2 separate regions of the Sus scrofa genome follow, and region 1 is linked to region 2. A link is a contact called in public Hi-C data. All regions are on one chromosome and are shown on one strand. The core of a region is the stretch at or near the end of the contact, and the rest is flanking DNA. Distances in the headings are between cores, read along the strand shown.

Region 1 (4,276 bases), core at 32-2,531, 170 kb after region 2:
GTCCAGGACCAAGCCCCTAAGGCAGGGGTGGAGATGAGGTTTGAGGTGCTGGGGAGCCACCGAAGGCTCTAGAGCCACTGGGTGGCTGGTGCCTCTGGTTGGTGATGGATCCAGGGCTGGGAGGGGCAGCTTAGAGGGTGGCTTAGAGCGTTTCCTGGGACCCTCTCTGGGCTCTTAGATTCAGAGCTGAGGGCAATTCTGGTGGCTCCCGAGACCTCTCCCTCCCCTGCTGCCCTCTCTCTGCCCCCGGGGTGACTCCACCCTGTACCCTTAGGTCCTCCCCCTCCCATCCTCCACCCAGGGCCTCCCTGTTCCTCTGGAAAGATCTAGGCCCCAGTAAAAGCATGTACCCATTTGTGGGGACGTGATCTTCGAGCCCACGCCTCCTTCTCACCCCTTGGCCACAGCCTCGGTGTGTGTCCTGGGGTTCACGGGATCATCTCAGTGCGCTGGGGGCCCTTGAGGAGCTGGGGGAGCAGCCGAGAACAGCCATCCAATCCCAGAGCACCTCTTCCAAAGCCCAGGAGGCTCTCTGGACCCTGGGGAGAGGGAGAGCAGAGAGAAGACAGCCTCGGGCCTCTGAGCGGAGTGGCCCAGAGCAGATGTCAAAACGACTTCCCCCACCACCCCTTTATCTCGGCAGAGAAGAAGGACCCTGGGCTCCTCAAAGGATCGGGGTCAGGTGGGGGCCAGGGGTCCGCATAGAGCTCACCATAGTCAAGCAAGAGATGTGCCCTGTTCCTGTGCCCCTGCCTCCCCCTGCCCAGGCTAAGTGCCCGCCCCGCCACACCCTTCCTTTGGGTCAGCGGGTGCCAGGAAGCCCTGAGTGACCTTATCTGTGGGGACACAGTTGGACCCAGTGGGCCTGAAGATCCTTCGATGTCCAAACTGAGATTCTTTCCTGTTTTAAACAGTCGTATTCAAATATAGATCACGCACCATACGTTTCAGCCATTGGCAGGTGCCATCCAGGGAGTTTTAGTGTGTTTACAGACAGGTGCAACCATCCCTAGTGTCAATTTTAGAACGTTTTCAACCTCTCAGAAAGAAACCTGGTACCCATTAGCTCTCCGCCCTCCCCTCCGCCCTCTCTGGAGCTCCAGACCCCACCATCTGCTTTCTGTTTCTTGCATGTCCCGAGTTGGACTTTGATATGAATGAAATCATGGACTACGTGACCTTTTGTTTCTGGCTGCGTTTCGCGTTTTCAAGGTTCGTCCGTGTCCTGGCCCGTGTCGGGACTTTTGATGGTGGATGATCCTCCATCGTCTGGACACATTCCATTTGGCTCGTTCAGTCGTTGATGGACATCTGGGTGGTTTCCGCTCTTCGGCTCCCGTGAATGGCGCTGCTACAAACATGTGTATGAGTTTTTGCGTTGGGGCTAAGTCGTCCGTTCTCTTAGGTACGTACGCAAGAGGGCAACTGCTGGGTCACAGGGTCACGCTGTGTCCCGCTGTGGGAGGAACCACCTGACTGTTCCACAGCAGCTGTGCCGCTTTCCAGGAGGGTTCTGATCCGCTTCTCCATCCTTCCTCCTCTGTTCGAGGTTCTGGGGTGCAAAGGACAAGCTCTCCAGTCTAATGGGCTGCACAGTCCTGTTGGTCTCTTCCCACCTGTCCAGCCCCGCCTTCGATGTGAGAGCTTGCTCAGGAGGAGGTCACAGCAAACAGAGGATGACGCTCTCAGAACGTTCTGTGTCCTCTGCTCTAACTCCTGCCAGAGTCCCCGATGCGGGCACTGGCACACGATGGCCAGTTCTGGGATAAGGAAGCTGAGGCTCTGAGAGGTGATGAAACTGGCTGGGTATGAAACAGCTACCTAGTGACCAAGCTGGGATTTGAACCAGGCTGTCCGAGCCCAGAGCCTGTGCTCATAACCACCCGTCTACACTGCCAGTGCCCCCTTGGTCTCGAGCCCTGGTGGGGCATCTCATGGGGAGAGGGCTCCTGTTCTGCCCAGAGAGCCTAGGGCTGGAGTTCCGATGGTGTCCCTGACCCTGGGGGACAGTAGGGGTCGGTAGGGACTGGTCCCAGGTCCATTGTCTCAGTTGGCACCTACGTAAGTTCATGTTGCCCAAGCCTTCTGGCTGGTTCACTCGGAGGCAGGAGAAGGAGCTGATGCCCCAAATAGCAGTGCTCCTTCCCTTGGCCCCCCTGCCTCCTCCCTCCTGGGGTCTGTCCTCAGCTAGATGGCCTGGAGGGGGTACACGTGGGCACAGCCACCCCCCTGGCAGTCCCTGTATCTGCTTTACAGATGAAGAAGGCTGCTTGGGGCCGTCCCACCCTCGGGCAGGGTCTACCCAGGGTTGGGGGGGCCTTCACTTACCTCTCTGGGTCCAGGAGGCCTTCTCGTTAACAGCTTCCTCGAGGTGTACTTAACATTCCCCAAATATTCATTTGTTTGAAGTGCACAATTCTATGAATTTTGGTCAGTTCACAGCTGGGCCATCCTCATCACAATCTCAGTTTACATTTTCATCCCGGAAAGGAAGCCTCTGCCCACTTGCTGCCATTCCCCCGCCGACCCTCAGATCCAGACAGGCACCCAGCTGCTTTGTGCTTCTCTAGGTTTACCTTTTCTGGCTGTTTTATATAAACAGAATCATACTGTATGTGGGGTTTGTCCCCCTTTTTTCTTTTTCCACGACACCCATGGCAGATGGAGTTCCTGGGCCAAAGAGCAGATCCAAGCCACAGTTGCAACCTATGCTGCAGCTGTAGCAGTGCTGAATCCTTCAGCCACTGTGCCAGGCCGGGGATCGAACCTGCATCCTGCCTATAGAGATGCTGCCAACTCCACTGTGCCACAGTGGGAACTCTTTGTACATGGTCTTTTGTGATTGGCTTTTTTCACTTAGCATGCTTTTTTGAGGTTCATCCATATTGTAGCAAGTATCAGAATGCGCTCCTTTTTTTGGAGTTTCCGTCATGGCTCAGTTGTTAATGAATCCAACGAGGAACCATGAGCTTGTGGGTTCAATCCCTGGCCTTGCTCAGGGGGTTAAGGATCCAGCATTGCCATGAGCTGTGGTACAGATCGCAGACATGGCTCAGATCTGGTGTTGTTGTGGCTGTGGTGTAGGTGGGTGGCTATAGCTCCGATTGGACCCCTAGCCTGGGAACCTCCATATGCCACAGGTGCAGCCCTAAAAAGACAAAAAAAAAAAAAAAAAAAAAAGAATCCACTCCTTTTCATGGCTGAGTAATATTCCATTGCGTGGAGTGCCACTGTTGTGTTTATCTATTCATGAGTTGGCGGACATTTGGTTGTTTTTACTTTGGAGCTGCTGTGAATAATGCCACTATAAATATGCCTGCATAAGTCTATGCAAATGCTATGCTTCCACTTCTTTTTCATTTTGCAGATACCCAGGTGTGGAATTGCTGGATCATGTAGTAACTCTGTTTAACTTTCTGAAGAGCTGTTTTCTGGAGCAGCTGCTCTATTTTACAGAAAGTTTCCAGTTCCTTCTACATCTTCACTAATGTCTTTATTGTCTGGCTGCTTGATTCTAGCCATCCCCATGGGCATGAAGGGGCATCTCGTTGTGGTTTTGACTTGCATCTCCTCTCATGGCCAGTGATGCCGAGCATCCTTCTGCGGTCTGGTTGACCTCTTATAAACCTTTTTGGGAGAAATGTTCATTCAGCTATTTTGCTCACTTTTGATTGGGTTGTTTGTTTTCCTCTTATTGAGCTGTCAGAGTTCTTTACATATTCTGGACCCAAGGGCATCGAATGTCTCTGTTTTCAGGGCAGGTCCTGGCGGGGCTCCACAGTGGGTCTCTACCTGGACTACGGAGTAAGTTCTTTTTGGAGCCAGAGTCCAAACTGGCTCAGCTGGAAAGGGCTCAGAAGAAAATATCAGGGCTCAGGGCCTCTGGACCCCAACTGGCTTGGGACTGTAGTCAGAATGGGGGGTGAATAGGGGTCTGTTCTGACGCCTGCCTGAGAGGGGAGATCCTTGCCTCTGACCCCTCACCCCGACTGTCTCCCTTCTTGTGAGGGGGTCTCCATAACCTCAGAGCCTCCAAGCCTGCCCTTGACCCCAGCTCTCACCAGAGGGCCTCAAGGTGGCCTTTGGGGTTCATGCCCTACTACAGAACCCCAGGCTGGGAGCTCTCCAGGGCACCCTTTCCTCATCCTCTCCCCAGCCCACCCCCTAAGCATCAGGAGCCAGTGTGCTTCAAAGATGCCAGTGTGAGCCCAGAGGCAACCAGAGCCCACTTTGGTCACCCACCTCAGGCGTGTCTGTCCCGAGGGGCTGTGGTCTA
Region 2 (4,325 bases), core at 713-3,212:
TTTGGACCTGCCTCGTGTGTTTTGTGGTCGTCAGAATCTGGGTCTGAACCTCACTGGTAAGGTCAGGGAATTCTGATACGGCTGGAGAGGTCTGATTCTTTGTGTGTGCGTGTTCCTCCTTCCAGTGTTGGCCAGCTTTGAGTGCTCCATCAGTGGCTAACCTTTGCGATGCTGGAGGCATTGACTTGTGGCCAAGTCACAGAAACAGGTTGGACTTTTGCCAATGAATTGCCAAGAAAGTAGTTTAAGTTTTTTGGTTTTTTTTACTTTCTTCTTAAAAAAGAGAAAAATAGCTGTCAGTAATAATTTCCCCCACGTTATCTCTTGCAGAGAACTTAAGTTTCTCACCACAGTTAACCTCCTGGTCTCAGGGAGTGGTAGAAGCCTTATGGCTTTGCCTCCTGGATTTTGAGGTGGTCTTTGGTGTTTGTGGTAACACTTTTGTGTTTTTCTAAGCCAGCATGATTTACTATAAACAAGTCATTAAGACTCATATTTTTTTTTGGAGAAGTTGGCCCAAGGCATTATTATCCAGCTGACCAGTGAATCGTCCATCACGGCAGTGAACACAGCCTGGAACATACTCTTTTTTTCTGTGAACCCCGTGAGTCTCTGTTCCCAGGTTCTGAGTCTATAAGGGCTTAGGTGGGGCCTGGGGACCTTGTGTTTCTCTCTGACTGCCGATTTTGCTGGTCTGGGGAAACGCGTTTTGCTAAGTGCTCCAGGTTAAGGCTCCTAAGAAGCTTTGTGTCTGAAATGAAGTGCTTCTGTGACTGACAGCCTTCTCACACAGTCTGGGTCAAGTGTCACACCACCCTGGTCGGAAAAGGATGTCAGCAGATGGCTTTTTCTGCCTGCCACACAGCAGACACGCAGCAGAGGTCATTGGCGTTTTTGGACCTAAAGGCTTTTTTTTTTTTTGGTCGTCTTTTTGCTATTTCTTGGGCCACTCCCGCGGAATATGGAGGTTCCCAGGCTAGCGGTACAATCGGAGCTGTAACCACCAGTCTATGCCAGAGCCACAGCAACGCAGGATCTGAGCCGCGTCTGCGACCTTACACCACAGCTCTCGGCAACGCCGGACCCTTGACCCACTGAGCAAGGGCAGGGACCAAACCCACAACCTCATGGTTCCTAGTCAGATTCATTAACCACTGCGCCACGACGGGAACTCCTGGACCTAAAGGCTTTGTACGGAGCCTGGGAAGATGCTGAGCTGAAGCCATGCAGGCTGCTGAGGGCAACACCCCGGAGCTCGCCGTGCTGTACCCTTGGGTCTTTCCAGGCAGGTCGGAAAGCTGAGAGGAGCAGCATCACCCGTATAATCGTCGACCGTTCAAAACCTGACAGGTGCCCAAAAGGGTAACCTTTGTTTTATGGCATCTAGAATGTGAACTTGAGTCATGCCGTTTTTTAGGGTCGAATCCTGGTGTGAAATTGGCCCTTGAATCACATGGGAATTTTCATTTTGCTCTTTGACAGAGTTAGTGTCTGTCCATTTGAGAATGAGTGCAGAGAGAATATTCCACCAGGAGGCCTGGAGGAACGTGACCCAGGGCTTGAGCATCTTCTGCCAATGACAGCTGTTGCGCCTCTTCCCTGAAATAGAAATAAGGTTTCGTGCAAGCACTGGTCCGAGTGGCTTTTTGATATCTGCAGATGGAAGGCCTGGAAGAGCGCGCTTTTCGTTGTGATTCACAGCGAGGGGACGTCCTTGGCTGTGTTAACTGGCATTTGGCTTGCCTCGTGCAGTTCCTCACATGTTAAAATGAAAATCGTCCGGTCAGCTGATCCACACGTGAGGCATTTTGTCAAATCTTTCCAGCGAGTCAGTGTGATGGCCGGTTTGTGTGAGGTGTGCATACAATGAGATGTTTTAATTTTCTTTCAAAAGGGCAGGGAGGCTTCCAGAGCAGTGGCCTGCAAACCGTCTGGCCTAAGCAGGGAGGGAGGCCCTCGGCCAGTTTACTTTGGTTCCATTCCACGGACGCTCAGCTACGGTTTTAGAATCGGTTTCCCAACTGCACGGGGTGCAGGCTGCCAAATCACACACACAGTCGGCTTTCGTGTTCTTCCAGGGCGTGGGGTGACTCGCTTCCTTCTAGAGCCCAGACCTGAAGATGGAGATGAGGGGATGGGTGAGAAGGGTTATTAATATTCACTTGAAAGGAGTTTCTATTTGGTTAAAATATTGAGCAAGCCAATGAGGTAGTTTAGGATTAACTAACTTTAAAAAAAATTTTTCAAGTGTTTTAATTGAGAATAAGTTTGTACTTATCTCAGCAGAGATAATACTTAGAACCCAGAAGAAATATTAGGGAACAAATAGCCAGTAGAATGCTTGACAAAAGGTATCTTTAAAATTTTTTTCCTTTTGTCTTTTTAGGGCTACACCAGCGGCATATGGAGGTTCCCAGGCTAGGGGTTCAATTGGAGCTGCAGCTGCCGGCCTACGCCAGAGCCACAGCAACCTGGGATCCGAGCTGCGTCTGTGACCTATACCACAGCTCACAGCAACACCAGATCCTTAACCCACTGAGCAAGGCCAGGGATTGAACCTGCAACCTCATGGTTTCTAGTCAGATTCATTTCCGCTGAGCCACGCAGGGAACGCTGATGGATACTCATCAGATTTATTTCCACTGAACCACGATGGGAACTCCTAAAAAATTTTAAAGGAGTTCCTGTAGAGGCTCAGTGGTAACGAACCTGACTTCGCATGGTGAGAGAATTGAGAAGTTGACTTTTTTTTTTAAAGAGCCGCACCTGCAGCATATGGATGCAGGCTAGGGGTTGAATCAGAGCCACAGCTGCTGGCCTTCGCCATAGCCATGGCAGTGTAGGTTCCAAGCTGCATCTTTGACCTACACCGGAGCTCAGGGCAATGCTAGATCCTCAACTCGCTGAGCAAGGCCAGGGATCAAACCCACGTCTTCATGGTTACTAGTCGGGTTTGTCACTGCTGAGCCGTGACAGGAGCTCTGGGAAGTCTGCTTCTTAAGTGTCATCCCTGTTTGTATTTATAGGACAGTAGGTTTTTCTAAACTCGTTGAGGCCACGTGATTTTAAGAGAAAAACAATATATATATGTGTGTGTATATATATATATATATATTTTTTTTTTTTGTCTTTTTGCCATTTCTTGGGCCACTCCTACAGCATATGGAGGTTCCCAGGCTAGGGGTTGAATCGGAGCTGTAGCCACCGGCCTACGCCAGAGCCACAGCAACGCGGGATCCGAGCCCCTTCTGCAGCCTACACCACAGCTCATGGCAATGCCAGATCCTTAACCCACTGAGCAAGGCCAAGGATCGAACCCACAACCTCATCGTTCCTAGTCAGTTTTGCTAACCGCTGAGCCATGATGGGAACTCCGAGAAAAACAATATTTCAAGAAGAAATAGGAGTTCTCTTGTGGCCCGTGGGTTCAGGATCTGGCATTGTCATTGCAGTGGCTTGGATTCAGTCTTTGGCCCAGGAACTTCCATATGCTGTTGGCATGCTCCCCCACTCCAAAAAAAACAAAACAAAACAAAACAAAAAAAACGGAGAGAGAGAGAAAAGAAATGAAAAGAAATGATGCGATTGCAGACTTAAACCTGTGATTTGACTTTATAGTCCTTTCCCGCAGGGCAGGTGAGCTAGTGCTCAGGATACTCAAGTTTGATTCAACTGGCATTTTCAGCTGGATTTTTTTCTTAGATATCTCTAGTTAGTTCTTCTGGGCTTCTTAGTTCTGGTAGCCTTTATTATTTATTTCCTTTTTTCTCTTTTTAAAAATATTTTATTGCAGTATGGTTGACTTACAATGTTATGTTAGTTTCCAGTGTACAGCAGAGTAATTTGGTTACATATATATACACACACACACACACAGACATATATATGTAGACTCTTTTCCATTAGGTAATTATGAGATTTTGAATATGGTACCTGTGCTATGCAGTAGACCATTGCTGGTTATCTCTTTAATATATAATAATGTGTATATTTTAATTCCACACTCCTAATTGATTCCTCCCCCTCTATTTTTTAAGTTTAGAAAAATAGTAGTAAAAGGAATTTTCAAAAACAAAGCTTTTTGGAGGGGTGGGGGAATATTTTTTATTTTGGTTTAATGACGTCATTGTTTTATAGATCTGTGAACATAATATAAAATTTTGTGCTTTTTGTTTTTTGTTTTTTTGCCTCTTAGGGTTACACTAGCGGCATTTGGGAGTTCCTAGGCTAGGAGTCAATTGGAGCCGTAGCCACCAGCCAACACCACGGCCACATTAGGTGAGATCTGAGCCACGTCTGCGATCTACACCACAGCTCACAGCAAT

What was found. A called contact is a pair of places that touch in the nucleus more often than the background predicts.
Region 1: a Hi-C map of liver shows a contact between it and region 2, with 4 times the contacts expected there. A contact is called at or near these places in 3 of 47 Hi-C or Micro-C datasets (embryonic fibroblasts and liver) and 1 of 2 datasets of targeted methods (skeletal muscle).

Annotation. Positions count from the first base shown.
Region 1 is chr3:28,844,645-28,848,920 of Sscrofa11.1, forward strand. No RefSeq gene overlaps it. Among named protein-coding and RNA genes, the nearest start is that of MIR365-1, 61 kb to the right of the region's middle.
Region 2 is chr3:28,677,694-28,682,018 of Sscrofa11.1, forward strand. The region is part of intron 18 of PARN (poly(A)-specific ribonuclease PARN); the gene reads left to right. Among named protein-coding and RNA genes, the nearest start is that of PARN, 63 kb to the left of the region's middle.